2 separate regions of the Mus musculus genome follow, and region 2 is linked to region 1. Evidence: chromatin contacts called from public promoter capture Hi-C data. All regions are on one chromosome and are shown on one strand. Each heading gives the region's core, a stretch centred on a gene start, on an enhancer-like site or on the middle of the called end of the contact. The rest is flanking DNA. Distances are from core to core; before and after follow the strand shown. Region 1 holds the start of Tmcc1 (transmembrane and coiled coil domains 1). Region 2 holds the start of Vgll4 (vestigial like family member 4).

Evidence for each region. Promoter capture Hi-C pulls out the DNA fragments that hold promoters and counts their contacts.
Region 2: a promoter capture Hi-C map of pre-B cells shows a contact between it and region 1, with 2.8 times the contacts expected there. The contact joins the promoter of Vgll4 here to the promoter of Tmcc1 in region 1.

Annotation. Positions count from the first base shown.
Region 1 is chr6:116,191,669-116,194,903 of GRCm38.p6, reverse strand. It overlaps Tmcc1 (transmembrane and coiled coil domains 1), which reads left to right and starts at 1,530. Exons shown (of 6, transcript NM_177412.1): 1 at 1,530-1,646.
Region 2 is chr6:114,920,505-114,923,468 of GRCm38.p6, reverse strand. It overlaps Vgll4 (vestigial like family member 4), which reads left to right and starts at 1,648. Exons shown (of 5, transcript NM_177683.3): 1 at 1,648-2,152. The coding sequence starts at 2,071.

The DNA of each region.
Region 1 (3,235 bases), core at 281-2,780:
ATGAATTTTGATAAAATTTAACTTATCAAATAATGTCATGGTTCATGACTTTAAAATAAATCTTTGCCTAACTCAGGGATACAAAGACTTTTCTGTATTTTCTTCTTTCTTTTCAGTCTTATCTTTAGGTTTATCACCCATTTTTTAAAATCAGCTTATTATTATTATTTTTTACAATGGCATACATGCTTAGCCTTCATTTTCTGATCATTTTCCTTGGTGGCTTTATTCATGCTGCCCCTTACATGTGCAAGCTCATCCTCACCACCCTCCAATCTGAGTCAACCCTGCCACCTCCTTCTCCTTCACCTTTCCTTTAATTTATCAAAATGTATATCCATTTTACTCCCAATGTTTTTCTCTATGAGCACACTGCGTCCTTGCTTTCACCATCTTGCCAGTTGCTTCCTGAATGACCTCCCTCACCCAGGCCACTTTTCACATGGCTGCATAATAATTTAAAATCAGACATAATAATCAAGTTCCTAGCCCTGCAACCACGGCTGAAGAAAAGCTCAAAGGCTTCCTGAAACTCTCAGAAGTCCCAAACCTTTTTTATCTACCTCTTTTCACGTGCAGTCTAGGTCCTGACTGCAGCACCCTGACCAGTAGCCCCTTAGCTCCCCTTCTGGCCAGGCCGTGTCCTCACCCCAGTGCACTCTTTGCAACTTAAGGATTGTTAAATTGGACTGTAGCTCCATCATCCCCAACTACATTTCGCCCATTTGGTCTCCATCAGCTTTCAAACTTCACGAGCCAATGGACTCTGTTTATTACCGTTTTCCACTCACAGATCCTCCAATACCGGAAGAAGCTTTGCCATCTTAGTGACGGACGACTGAGTTAGAGACATCCCGATAATTAAAGAGATGAGCTACTAGGGGTTTTGTCATTGACCTAAAGCCAGTCCCTAGTTGGAAGGCCCTGGGAGTCAAGGTAGAGAGAATTGTGCGACTCGGAGGAGTGGGTCCCAGAAATTAGCTTTAGCCTGTTTAGCAGGACAGCTGGCCTGAGTTACTGAGGCTCTGAGGGCACCCGAAAAGCAGAGAAAGGGGCTGAGGATACGTGGGGTCCAGAGGTGGAAGAGCCGAGAAGCTGAAGAGCCCACGGTCCGAGGGGTTGAGAGGCTAAAGAACGACAAGCCGAGGAGTCGAAGAGCCGAGATGCTGAAATGCTTCAGCGTCTGAACTGCAGGAACGGTCAGGAAAAACTCTGGCGGAGGATGCCGCACCACCTGCAGCGCCTCCGCTTACTTGACCTGCGCCCGCGTGGGGGGGTGGGCCTGAGGCGTGGCTACACCTCTGGGTCGGGTCACGCCCCCACGGCGTGCGCGGTCCCGCTCGGCACCGCCTTGCGCATGCGCTGTCGGCGGGAGGCGGAGGTTGTGGGCGGCTGTGGCGACGGGGTGCGCGTTCTCGTTCTAGCTGTCGTTCCCTCGCGCTGGTTCGCGCTCGCGCGCCGGGGCCGTGGCAGCGGCGGCGGAGGCGGCGGCGGCAGCGGCTGAGGCGGCGCGGGGGGCGGGCCGGGAGGGGGGGGTGGTCGGGGTGGGGATGGACCGGGCGCGGCGGCGGCAGCTGCAGGAGCCGGCGCTGGAGACCGAGCCGCGGCGCTGGCGGAGACGCCGGCTGTCCGTCGTCTCTCCACCGGTGAGTAGGACTGGCCCAGGCCGTGGGTGGGGACGGGCGATCTCTTTAGCGCGGCCCGTCGCGGTCGCGGGGCCTCCTCGAGGCCTGGCGCGGATCGGACCTCTGGTCGCTCTGGCGGCGCCGAAGCCCCGGGCCTCCGGCCGGACCCCGCGTCTCCGGGCCTTCTGCCTGTCATTGGGACAACCCCCGCCCCCGCCCCCGCTCGGGCACTCTCCCCCGCTCTCCTTTGGGCAGAGCTGAGCGAGGGGCGTGTGAGGACTCGCGCCCAGGCCCAAGGCCTCCTGGCTAGCCGAGGTCTGAGAGTCCTCCCTCGTCCGGCCCTGCGGTACCCATAAGTTGGCCACCGAAAGTCAGCCCTTGCCACCTGAAACCAGTCTTGCACCTTTTGTTTTGATTTTGAACTCGTGGTTTAACTTGGAGGAGGAAACCCGCTGTCCTGCGAAGAATAGGTGAGATGGGAGTCTAGGTGGTTAGGATGCCCTTTATTAACCCTTTTTGTGGAGAGCAGGGGGCCCGCAGTGAGATGCATTTCGCTACAAAACCTGAGATTTCAGCCTCAGCCAAAGTGTGGACGGTGTTGGTCCAGTGATTCAGTGTCTGTCCCACTCCATCCCTGGACAGCGTTGATGGAGGTTCCCCTACTGGATCTGCTGCTGGGGCTTCTGGAGGTAGCCCACTTGAGCTCTTGGAGAATATCTCTCTGTGCTCTGGTGTCACGTTTTACCTTAGTCTTCATAGATCATAACCAATGTCCAGGCTTAGGTTTTATTGGAAAAAAAAAAAAAACGACTACCATGCACCCCTTCTAAAATGGTTGTTGTCATAGCCTGACATAGTTGTCAAAAGATCCATGTGCACATGCGTCCCTGGAATTCCTAAATTGGCTTTTCTTTTAAGGAAAAAAGAAAAATAGAAAGAAAACAAACACAGTAAAAACCCCAAGATTGAAAAAGCAGGTAACAACTTTAGAATATAGCACAAGTTTGATTTGTTCCTCTCCCTGTCCTGTATCTTAAATTTTAGAAATTAAACTAAACCTTTGTCTTTGAGTGTATAGAATTTGCATAAAGAAATTGTCACAAAGCTTGGAGGAAAACCTTAATAGAAATGGTAAGATATAAAATCCTCCAGGACCTGGGGTCTTACCCCCCAACTTTCATTTACAGATTGAGACTGAAATTGTGAGTGGGTGGTAGTTTTATCAGTGTCTCGTAACAGAGATACTTAGAGGTGGGATTTTAGATCAACAGTACCTTGCCCTCCACCAACAGAATTGGTTGTGTTTTTTGAACTTACACACCCACTCTCTGGCTAGTAGAGAAAGATTAAAAAGCTGCTTCTGGTTTGTGGGTGGTAACCTTTTAATTTCTAAAGAATTCTCATCTGCTTACAGACTAGATAGTTGATGAGCCCCATAGGAAAATTCTAGATATTAAAAATTCATTAGCACATGATCTAGATATCTTGTCATTATGGACGCTTATTAAAGACTTGACGGGATATCAGTACCATGTACTCTGTATAGGAAATGAGATTTCTCAGAGTATTTGCATCTTAAGATAAACAGAAGCACAAACAGTGACAGTGTT
Region 2 (2,964 bases), core at 399-2,898, 1.3 Mb after region 1:
GGGGGGGGGGGGACACGGAAGCTGAGCATGTCTGCGTCTGACTTTGGGGGGAGTTTGTTCTTTCCGTTTACCACATAGGTCCCTGGGATTGAGCTTGGTGTCCCCTTGCCTACAAACCATCATATTTGATGTTGAGTCATGGAGGAGAAGTTGCTAAGCGTTTTGTGTGTACCCCTCCATCTGTAGGGGATTGCTTCAATCTTAAAATAAGTGACTGTAATGAAGTCTTGGGAAGGTGTGACAGAGCTGACAGTAGCCCAGAGAGGTCTTGGAACTTGTGGCAGTTCCTCTCCCTCGGATTCCGACTGCTAGAATTACAGGCTGGTGCCACTCTGCCAGGCTGCAGCAGAGTCACTTAGAGCAGGTCTTTTCCTTTCTTCCATGATGCTGATGAAGCTCAGCACTGCTCTGGATTTGAACTTGGAACATTTTTAAAGTTTCCATGATTGGTCACAACCTCCCAGATGAGTTTGGAAAACAGATTTTTAAAAAGTATTTTTTTTTTTTTGTACATTTTTTTTTTCCAATGTCTGTGTGTCATTGCATGCGGTACCCATGGAGGCCAGAAGAGGGAGTCAGGTTCCATGGAAATAGAGTTACAGGTGCTTATGAGTGCTGGGTACTGAACTCAAGTGTTCTGCAAAAGTGGCCAGTGCTCGGAACCACCTCTCCAGCCAGCTCCCCACTCCCCCGTTTGTGTGTGTGTGTGTGTGTGTTTGTGTGTGTGTGTGTGTGTGAGAGAGAGAGAGAGAGAGAGAGAGAGACAGAGACAGAGAGACAGAGAGACAGAGAGAGAGCGAGAGAGAGAGACAGACAGACACAGAGAGAGAGAGAGAGAGAGAGAGAGAGAGAGAGAGAGAGAGAGGGAGGGAGAGAGGGAGAGAGAGACCTGTAGGCCACTCACTTGTCCCCAGATCTGTTTACTCTTCTGAGGACGGATTTGCCTCTGGTGTCCTGTCCATCTGTACAGCTACAGAGTTTAGGAAGGAAGTTACATGTAACATTGACTTTGAAAATGTAAACACTCGGGCTGGAGAGATGGCTCAGCGGTTAAGAGCACTGATTGTTCTTCCAGAGGTCCTGAGTTCAAATCCCAGCAACCACATGGTGGCTCACAACCACCCATAATGAGACCTGAAGACAGCTACAATGTACTTACATATAATAAATAAATAAATAAAATCTTTAAAAAAAAAAAAAAAAAAAAAAAAAAAAGAAAATGTAAACACTCGCTGTGTCCCTGGACTTAATAAACCCATCTTACAAAGAAACAAAGAAACCTTGTACCAAACAGAGCACACCCCTGTGGAAGCCCTGGATTCCCAGCCCTTGCAACGAAGTCACGGAAAGTTAAATTCCCTGTACTTTGCTTCCACAGCAGATTTTCTTTTTTAAACTTTGTGCTTAGCCTCCCCCACAAACAAAACACCCACAAACTTGCTGGGGTTTACTTCCTCGGCCTCTGCCTCTGCCGGCCTCTGGCTCCGGGGAGGAAAGGCTCTCCTCACCCCCTGTGCCTCACTGCCCCCGCCTCTTTCTGCTTCCTGCTAATTCTGCAGCGCCTGGAGCCTGAGCCGAGGCTCCAGTGAGCATGCTCACAGCAGCCCTCTACCCCCTCCCAAAAGCAGAGGAAGCTGGTTTACATACGAGTCATACCAAGCATAGCCCGCATGTCAGTGCAGTCAGCTTGCAGCGGGCTGTGAGGGAGAGTGCCTTTGTCCTGAGAAATGTGCTTTGTGTTTTTCTTTTTTACTGCTTTCTTTTTAAACCCCCAAGACGGGCTCGAGAAGTCTTCTGAAATGATTTTTTAAAGCCGAATAGAAGACACAATCAGACACCTTCCACAAGCCCTTGACGGGTTTTGTTTGAGTCTGATTTTTGTGTGTGTGTGTGTGTGTGTATGATTTTTAAAAACCTTTTACATACTTTGTTTTGATCTCCTGAGGCTGGGCCTCTGTCTTCCTGAAGTTTTAGGAGAGCCTGGAGCTACTCAGCTAAGACTGAATTTTGAAACTTTCTCTTTGGGGGTGAAAGCAAAGAACTGTTTTTCTTTGCTAGCCGGACAGATAAATGCTGTTTATGAAGATGGACCTGTTGAACTACCAATACTTGGACAAGATGAACAACAATATCGGCGTTCTGTGCTATGAAGGTAGATGTTCTAGAATGTACTCTTTGCTTTTGTGATGGCCACTCCTCCTTTGGAGGGGGGCTTTGACTGGCTTATGAACATTTTCTTGTCTTTCTTGTGATGGTGGAGCGAGTGGAAAGAGAGTTGTGTACCATTTCAGGACAGTTCGCTTTTGCCCGGCAGGAGGGTGGCAGCCGGGGAGGGCTGGAGGAGACACGCTGTTAAAAGTTTACTTGTGATGTACTAGCAAGGTCTGACAAGATCGTTACATTATAAGTGATTTTTCTCTTTTGATTTTGTTGGCATTTTATGCATAAGTAGGAATTTACAGAAGTAAGGAGAAGTTAAACATGTGGGTGCTGGAGTAGAGGGGAGGGGCCTTGGGACTTATTTTTAAACGTATCACCGTGTACAGTGTTCGGTGTGGACCCTTGCTCTGAATTTCATGTGGTAGAGGAACAACAGCAGAAAGCCACAGTAAGTTGTTGTTTTCCTGAGCCATTGTCTCAGGCATCAAGGGGTTTTTTTCCTGTGAGGTTTGTGGGACTGGCAGGGCCTGGTGTCAGGGAGCCCAGGCCGGGCTCTTTGTCTGCCGCCCCATTTCCTGTGCAGAGAGCTGACAGTGAGACAGGCTCCCTCCAACCCCAGTCCCTGGCAATTACACCATAAGCAGCCGGAAGGCTGAAGAAAGTGGAAAATACCCCCACCCCTAGATTTGCCCATCACCTCCCCTTCCCCTGGGCACTCCCTGTAGTAAGTTAAGCTTCTCTGGAGAAAACCCCAATCCCATCTTTTGGAATCTTACCTACGTGCGATTTGAGACCAGGGTAATG